Linked DNA regions of Mus musculus: all the other regions are linked to region 1. Evidence: chromatin contacts called from public Hi-C data. All regions are on one chromosome and are shown on one strand. Each heading gives the region's core, a stretch centred on a gene start, on an enhancer-like site or on the middle of the called end of the contact. The rest is flanking DNA. Distances are from core to core; before and after follow the strand shown.

The links. Hi-C and Micro-C count contacts between places; a contact is called where the count stands out from the background.
Region 2: a contact with region 1 is called in a Hi-C map of uterus, with 2.4 times the contacts expected there. The contact joins two enhancer-like sites. A contact is called at or near these places in 13 of 484 Hi-C or Micro-C datasets (the G1E-ER4 cell line, Kupffer cells, Sertoli cells and 7 more), 8 of 115 datasets of contacts at active chromatin or transcription factors (the 3134 cell line, CD8 T cells, differentiating embryonic stem cells and 5 more) and 3 of 9 other capture datasets (adipose tissue, embryonic stem cells and pancreatic islet).
Region 3: a contact with region 1 is called in a Hi-C map of uterus, with 2.8 times the contacts expected there. The contact joins two enhancer-like sites. A contact is called at or near these places in 6 of 484 Hi-C or Micro-C datasets (bone marrow-derived macrophages, centroblasts, embryonic stem cells and 2 more), 3 of 115 datasets of contacts at active chromatin or transcription factors (double positive thymocytes and embryonic stem cells) and 2 of 9 other capture datasets (embryonic stem cells and liver).

Annotation. Positions count from the first base shown.
Region 1 is chr4:149,888,818-149,891,576 of GRCm38.p6, reverse strand. No RefSeq gene overlaps it. Among named protein-coding and RNA genes, the nearest start is that of Gm13070, 12 kb to the left of the region's middle. Within about 2 kb of position 1,471, at least 136 of the 459 cell types and tissues checked have an H3K27ac peak or open chromatin away from gene starts, as enhancers often do. A contact at or near this core is called in adipose tissue, bone marrow-derived macrophages, heart atrium and 2 more, where this site is marked.
Region 2 is chr4:149,819,429-149,822,128 of GRCm38.p6, reverse strand. No RefSeq gene overlaps it. Among named protein-coding and RNA genes, the nearest start is that of Gm42354, 30 kb to the right of the region's middle. Within about 2 kb of position 1,353, at least 109 of the 459 cell types and tissues checked have an H3K27ac peak or open chromatin away from gene starts, as enhancers often do. A contact at or near this core is called in adipose tissue, bone marrow-derived macrophages, heart atrium and 1 more, where this site is marked.
Region 3 is chr4:149,978,498-149,981,197 of GRCm38.p6, reverse strand. It overlaps H6pd (hexose-6-phosphate dehydrogenase (glucose 1-dehydrogenase)), which reads left to right. Exons shown (of 5, transcript NM_001291004.1): 5 at 1-1,724. Among named protein-coding and RNA genes, the nearest start is that of H6pd, 23 kb to the left of the region's middle. Within about 2 kb of position 1,302, at least 206 of the 459 cell types and tissues checked have an H3K27ac peak or open chromatin away from gene starts, as enhancers often do. A contact at or near this core is called in bone marrow-derived macrophages, liver and uterus, where this site is marked.

The DNA of each region.
Region 1 (2,759 bases), core at 222-2,721:
GCATTCCCCAGAGAAAGTCACATTCTTTTGGGGTTCAGGTCTCAAAACACAGACACATCACTTGAGGCCACCATGCAGATCTCCACTGCATCTTAAGGACAAAGTTCCTGAGGTGGCTGAGAGGACTTTTCCAACAGAAGCCCATGAGAAATGCAGCCCAGGCTAGCCCATGGGGGCTGCTGCCACACAGAGTTCTCAGTCATCACTGGTTACGTTGTCCTCTCTCCCTGGCCACTTACCTAAAGGCTAGTCCTCCGACACCAGGTTTCTGTGTGCTTGACCCATATTCCCTGGGAGGAACCCAGGGCAGACTCAATGTCGTAGGTCCAGGATCCAGTTACAAATCTTTTACTGTACACTTCAGTGCGTGCTAATATAGATGCTGTCTCCCCTCTGACCTACTATACTATCACGGTCTAGAAAGGATGAGCACCAATCAGAGAGGTCCCTGGAAACAGAGGTTGAGCCTGAGTGAGACATCACATCTTAAGGGTCAAGTTCCCTATGGGACCTCAAGAGGTCTTCTTCCCTCCACCCTACCCCCCACCCCTGTCTGATGGCACAAGGATGCCAACGGACCCCTGCAGCTTTTCCTGGAGGGCTGCGTGAATTGGTCCTACAAGGACATGGAATGTGAATCCCGAGCTACTGGGAGACAGGAGTTGCAGCTGGTGCCATGCCAAACTGGGGTGCCGTGGTCAGTCGTCACAGTCCTCTGTGCGCATGGTTTGATTTACAGGAGGCCGAGAGCAGCTCCAACTGCAGACAGAAAACTATTTGAAGCAGCTGCCAGATGTTGTGTCTGAGCTGGGTTTTACAACTTGCTTACTGGTGAACAGCCACCTCCTGCTGGAGTTCAGCTTGCCCCAGTGGGTTTGGGCCCTGGCGCCAACCCCACAAGCCTGTCTTTTCAGCTGCCTGAAGGCTCGCTCCTGTTTAGCAGGAATCTTGTTGGGACGTTGAGGGGGAGCCAGGCTGGGAGCCCAGTTTCCAAAGCATCCCACCTTCCTGAGGAGGTCCTGAGGGTCTGACTTCAGGATTTCTCTCAGAAGCTCTAAGAACGCTCTGGAATGCCTGTCTGAGCTCAAGCACTTGGGGTGTGGCCTGAGAGATGTATGTACCGAGTATGACTTTTTTGTCTTTCTTGTTCTGTGTCCTGGTCTCTCCCGCTTTAGCCATCTGACCCCAAAGGCACAGAGGACGAGGGCTGGGACCAAAAGCTCAGCCAAGAGCTTCTAGAAGGTTCCTAACATTGTGCACGAGAGAGGGAGGTACTAGTGAGTACAGCCTGTCTGTGGATGCCGCAGTGTTGAGCCAAGACAGCCCTAAAGGGTGGTCAGGATTTTCCCTAGCATGAGACTACTGGAGTTCACTGGAAGTTAGAACACATTTCTAGCCCTCCCTGTGGCAAGGGACTCGGGACTCCAGGCTCATGATCACTTCCTGGGGCTGTGAAGCAGAGCTGAGTGTGACAGGGAAAGGGGCGGGGAGGAGGAAGGAGACGCGTGATTAATCTTGTTGCCTGTGAAAGCATGCCTGTGTCCGTCCAGGAATCCTGGCCGAGGGCCGCCAGAGTGGACAGAGTGTTCAGTCCCCTCCTGAAAGCGCCAGCGATGTTTTGTCCGCCGGGAAGGAAAACACCCTTTGCCTAAGCTAGAACTTGGCTCTGCCTCCGGGAGACGCCTGGGAGGCCTCCTTCTGAGAGGAGTGTAGTTGAGGACTAGAGGGTTTTGAGAGCCCTGCTTCTCTGAGGTGCCAGGGGTGCCCTCTAGCCTCAGGACCGCCCCTCTGTGATCTTGCCCAGCTACTCCCCCACCCAACCCCCCTTTTTTTTTCCTTCTGCAATAAGAAAAAAGAAAAAAGTTCCCAATGGTTCATCTCTCCCAAAAACCTGTGTTACCCGCCCAAAAATGATGGCGGAACTTAAGACATTCCCAGGCTGGCCCACATCAGGCACAGTGACCCTGCAGAAGTATAGGGACTCAGGCCCAAGATCATACGTCTGGGGTTTGGACTCAACATCTGTGAATGTGGCCCTGTCAGCTGCCCAGGTAGCCTGACTGTGCCTTCTGTGATTGGGAATAATAATAACTTTGAACCAAGCTCATGCTATTACCAAGATCAAAGGCAGTGTGAGTGAGGAGATATGACCAGAAGCCCAAGAAGCCATGCATATACGCACGCACGCACGCACGCACGCACGCACGCACGCACGCACGCATGCCCTAGAATCATTACCCATTTATTTACGGGGCAGTGGGAAAGAGACGCCTCCTAGCAATCCCTACTGCTGCCAGACAGCCCCTCCCTCTGGCTCAGCACTTCCTCCTGGGTCCTTAGCAGCCCTTCAGGAAGCTGATGGTCTCTTTGAGCATGCCCCCCCCCCGCCCCCACTTCCTGAAAGGATGGATTTGGCTGCAGGTGTCACTTCCTTCAAGGGAAGCCATGCAGCAGCCCAGCCCAGACTCACCCTGAGAACATGCCGGCCTCCTATGAAGGCTCAGAGGCCAGGGTTCCTGTCAGGATAGCCTATAAAATGTTGCCAAAGACCCCAGACTAATGGAGTCCCATTAGACCCAAACAGGTCTTGGCCCCATTGCCTGTGCCAGACGCACGTGGACACTGAATAGAGACCCAGAAAACCTGAGGTTCAACGGGAGGACACGAACTGGCAGACACGGGGCAGGGGCTGCAGGGGAGAATGTGGTGGACCCTCCCAGGCATCCTGGGCAGGGATGTCCTAGGGGCATTGGGAAGGA
Region 2 (2,700 bases), core at 104-2,603, 69 kb after region 1:
GCTCTGCTAAAATTCTAGTTCAAGGTCGTAAGTAAAGACCACAAATCCACAGCCTGGGAAAAGTGTTCTCTCTCTCTTTCTCTCTCTCTCTCTCTCTCTCTCTCTCTCTCTCTCTCTCTCTCTCTCTCTCTCTCTCCCTCCCTCCCTCCCTCCCTCCCTCCCTCCCTCCCTCCCTTTCTAAGGAGAGGATATGCATTATGGCTGCCAGCAGACACCTTTACTCCCAGGTAAGAGTAACAAGGCCAGGCTCCCTGGGACCTCGCACGAGTCTCAGAAGCAGAGCACAGAGTGTGAATGAGGGTCCTGGGTCCCCACCTCAGCACTGCCAGCTGACACATCACACTCCAGGGCAGGAGCTGCAGAGACGGCTCAGCAGTGAGGAACACTTGCTGCTCTTGCAGAGGACCACAGTTTGGTTGCCAGGACCCAAGTCAAGTGGCTCACTACCACCTCTAACTCCGGTTCCAGGGGACATAACACCCTCTTCTGGCCTCTGTGGGCACTGGCGTTCGTGCACATACCCACACACATATACAACTTGAAAACAAATCAATCTTCAAAGAAAGAAAGCCAGGCGGTGTTGGCACACACCTTTAATCCTAGCACTTGGGAGGCTGAGGCAGCTGGATCTCTGAGTTTGAGGCTACAGAGCAAGTTTCAGAACAGCCAGGGCTCCATGGAGAAACACTGTCTCAAAAAACTATAAGCTAGAGAGAGAGAGAGAGAGAGAAAGAGAGAGAGAGAGAAGGAGGAAGGAAGGAAGGAAGGAAGGAAGGAAGGAAGGAAGGAAGGAAGAAAGAAAGAAAGAAAGAAAGAAAGAAAGAAAGAAAGAAAGAAAGAAAGAAAAACAGATTTTAAAACTCAAAAATCTAGAGACTGACTCCAGCCCCTCCTAGACCCAGGGCAGAGTGAGGATCCTGGCCCAGGGTTTACAGCAGACTCGGTCTCAAAATAAATTCTTAGTTTCAGACTGCTCCTATTCCAGGATGCCCTTTGGTTCAGAGATGTAGAGCCTCTGGGCCTCAGTTTCCCCATCTGTAAACCATCATTTTTTACAGGCAAGAGGCAGGAGGGACTGAGTCTTGCAAAGCTGATCCCAGAGTGCTTGCTCTTTGCAGCTGCAGCAGCTGCGTAGCTTGTATTCCAGAGTTTATGATCCCATTGCCCTCTGGGAAGTGGAAACCATTCACCTCGCCCCAAAAGCATCTAACGTCTTGGCCCAAATGTCTGCTTGTCCTGCTTGTTGGCCCGAGTGTGCAGGGGAGGGGTGGAGACAGCTCCCTCTGGGCAATGCTGAAGCACTGGGCGGTACTGGGAGGCTTGCTGAGTGTTTGACAACCAGCATGAGGTCACTGCCCGCCTCCCTCTGGGGTGTGATGTGTCAGCGATGGCCATTGGCCTACATGCCATGACTCAGGGTGGTAAGCATTCCTCCTGAAAGCCTCAACCCAACCCTGCTGCTGCCTTCCCCAGCTGCAGACTCTGCCCTCTCCCTCTGGCTCTGTCCTTCCAGGGCTCCAGCCAGGAATGCTAGGCAAAACACTATGTCAGCTTGAGTGACTACCCTTGGAGACCCAGGGTGTTCCTTGTGCTACCTGGGTCCCCTGCAGGGTCACAGGCTGTTCCCTGAAAGCTCACATAGATGCCTTGATGTTGCCCACAGTGTCCTCAGGAATGGTGGCACAGGCGATTCTGGATTTTAATGAGCATCTACTGCGTGCTCTAAGGCAAATGCTTGAGAGACAGCAATCTCCCTCTCAGGAATGCTGCCACCAATCACAAATTACCATAAACTGGGTGTCTGAAAACAACAGAAAAGTATCACTTCCCATCAAGCCAGAAGGAAAGAATCGAGGCATCAGCAGGTCTGTGTTCTTTGCGACACGCGACACTGCGGGGTTGGGAGGAAGCTATTCTGGCCTCTCCAGCCTGTGGAAGAACAATTTCCTCAGCTATATTCTCCAATCTCTGGTCTCAACTGGCCTCCTCTTCTCTCTTAGCCTCTGGGTCCAATCCTCTTCATAGGAAGACATCAGGGATGGGATGTAGAGGTCACGCAAATCCAAGATGACTGCATCCGAAGCTCTCTAGTCACATCTGCAAAAGCCCTACTCCTGAAACAGGTCATTGTCATAGACAATCTTGTGTCTTCCCTCAATATCAAAATGTATAAATAAACAAGCCAGCCACAATTTGCCAGGTGATCCCAGTCTCACTTGGTAGCTGGCTGGCAATCGCAGGTTGTCTGATTCTAATCGTAATTACTAAACTCTCAGACCACCTATCACAATATAGTCGGGATGTCTAAGAGAGGGTTAAAGAGGCAGCGTAGGTCAGACAGGCAGTGCTGAGTTGGAAGCAGAGCCAAATGCAAGCTGAACAGGTCTGGGGGCGGCGGGGGTGGGGGTGGGGGTGGGGGACAGGGGACGGTGGGATCTGCAGGGGACTGGAAGGCTCGGAGCCATCAAACACAGGGTCAGCTTGAAGAGGGCTGAGTGCTACAGGCAGGAAGCTGCATTTGAGCAGGAGACCAGGCTGCAGGCAGGAGGCCTTTGCTGCAGTAACTTTCATGGACCAGTGACTCTAGCACGCATGCACATTTGTCTCACCTCCCTCTCCCCCCCCCCAACCCCTTCTCTTATAATCCTGGCTGAGGGCTTCCATCTAGCAGGAGTGAAAAACACCTGTGGCTGTGGTTTC
Region 3 (2,700 bases), core at 53-2,552, 90 kb before region 1:
GAGCAGGGTGCAGAGACTCCTGGTGAATGTCTTGCTCTGAGCCAGGCCAGCAGAGTAGACACAATCCTGAGCCTGCACCGGGCGCCTTGCCTCTTCTGGTATCCCATCATCCCTCTGTGCACCTAGCTGAGATCCAGCGCTCCTCCGGGCAGCTTCTGTCTACTCTGGGAGGACACCCACTGTCCTCAGTATTCCCCATTACCCCTCAGCCTCTCCCTCTCTACAGACACAGACACTGCCACGTCAGAAGTTCCCCCAGATCTAGAGACCGGGGCTCCCTTTCCCACTAAGAACTGTTATGCTGTCATTGGGCTGTCGGGCATCTCTGATCTATCTAGACGGGAGGGCTCTGTCTGCTCCTGGGTCGGGGGTGACTCCAGATCACAGCCTCTTTCTAGGGCTTATGTGGCCAATTGCCAGCATCAGGGCAGACTGCAGCTAGCCCTCCTCACACTACCTCTCTCTGGCTTCAAGTCTGGCAGCAGCCCCTCCTCTGCCGGGCATCTCCACCATTCTTACTGACGAACCTGGTACCACTGGGAACACTACAGGCAGCTCCTAACTTCAGTCCCCTCCAGGGCCAACAACATAAACATTTCAGGGCACATACAGTTTTCATTTAGGCCTCCTGCTGAGTCATGTGAACAAGGGAAGGCCCAGAAGGGTTAGGATGGCCCGTCCTCACAGTTACCTATGTGTCAGTCACAGAGTCTCCGTGTCTTTCAGAATTTTCCCATAGAGAGGTTTCCTGTGATGAGGAGCGTCAGGAAATCTGTTTCTCTCCTTTTATTTGATTGTACTTTCTCCCAGACAGCACATGGAAAAGAATTCTTGCTTTCACTAGAGATGTGTGCATAGAGTGTAGCCTGAGCTGAGGGCTCTGTATGAAAGGCACTCTTGTTGAAATTCTGCTTACTCTGACCTCCAGTGACCCAGACTGACAGAACACCTCTATTCCTTGGCAGAAAAGAGGAACGCCCTGGGGTCCTTTCCTGGCCTGCTTTGCTCAGGCTTGGATGCAGGTAGTCGCAGGTGAAGTTCCACCTTTAGCCATGTGGGGGAGCCCACGTGCCACCACTCACATTCCACCCAGGAGGCGGGTTTTAGTGCCAAACGTCTTTTCTTCGCTTTTCTTGCTCACTGCCTCTCAGGCGTCTTAGCCCAGTGCGTTTTCATCAGTTCTTAGGGACTCGGCCTTCTGCAGTTGCAACATCAGAGAGCAAGGGGCCTTGCATGCCTCAGGAGAGAGGGTGCCCAGGCTCTGTGTCACCATTCTGAATAACGGTGAGTCACTGCCCAGCCTGAGCCTAGAATGTCCCGTTCTTATCCAGATGAATGACTCGCCTCTGTCTGTGGGGAGTCTCTGCACAGGGGAGGCCAGTGTGGGGGAAATACCAAAGATCTCCTTTCCGGAAGCAAGCACAAATAAAATTTCATTGGAAAGGTTGGTGGGGGACATTGTCTGTGTTCTCTGGCATGCACCTGTGTGTGCCCTTTCCCTTTCTGCCCCGGGTTAGGAAGGAGTGATGTTCAGAGCCAGGACCACGGAAGATGCTGCTCTTCAGACTTTCTGAACCATCATCCACAGCCAGCAGGGCTTTACCAATCAGTCACATCTGTGTACGAATCTGTCTCAGGAAGGAGCTCTCAGCCTTAAGACCTGGGATACCCTCTATTTTTTTAAAAATTTTCATTAAAAAATTGTTGCTTGCAAACCACTTAACATTGAGTTGATAAACAGTGTGACGAATACAGCCTTTGCCAGCCTCCTGCCTGTCTGGAAGTGGGGATCTGAGGCTGGGAAGACAGGACAAGGTGTCCAGGTTCCTGGGGAAGGGAAGAGGGACATGTGGTCACTGTGTCTGGGACACAGCCTTCCCTCCCTGGATTCACTTCTGGCTCCCTTAGGGTCCCTGTAGCTGTGGCTTAGCACTGGCCTGCAGGCCGTAACCCTGGGCTGGCTCTGACCCCGCCTGGGATCTTCTAACTGCACCCTGCTCACTCCCTGTTGAAACAATGGAAGCAAAAGTCTGCACCTTGCCTGGTGGCTCTGTGGTCTCCCCACTGATGGGCAGATGCTAAATGCTATGCACAGGCACACCTTGTCCTGCCAATAGCCCAGTGTGCCACGTGGCAGGGCCTTAGTGACTGAAGATTTGAAACTGGGAAAATGTCCAGTGTTGTCCAGAAACTGTATGTTAGATTCTAGAAGCCATGCCAGCACCCTGTGGGGCCTGTTCCTTTCCAGGGGACCCATGAAGGGCTCACATGGCTGAGTCAGGTTCCTTGGGTAGGCCTGTGAGTCCACTATGGGAAGGACACAGGGGCATACAAATGGCAGAAGTTGTCCTCCTTGGGGCGACATGCCAGTTAGCATCTCCAGGCTAGATCCTGATTTCTAATTCCAGGCAAATGTTCCTGGTAACTGCACTTTAAGTAGTCCCATCTTGTTAATTTCTTGCTTCTTCTTCTTTTTTTTTTTAAATGATTTTAAAATTTTTATGTGCATGTTTGCCTGCCTATGTGTCTGTGTGAGGGTATCAGATGCCCTGGAACTGGAGTTACAGACAGTTGTGAGCTGCCATGTGGGTGCTGGGAATTGAACCCAGGTCCTCTGGAAGAGCAGCCAGTGCTCTTAACCACAGAGCCAGCTCTCCAGCCCCAATTTCCGGCTTACTATTGCTCTGGAGAAAATACTCT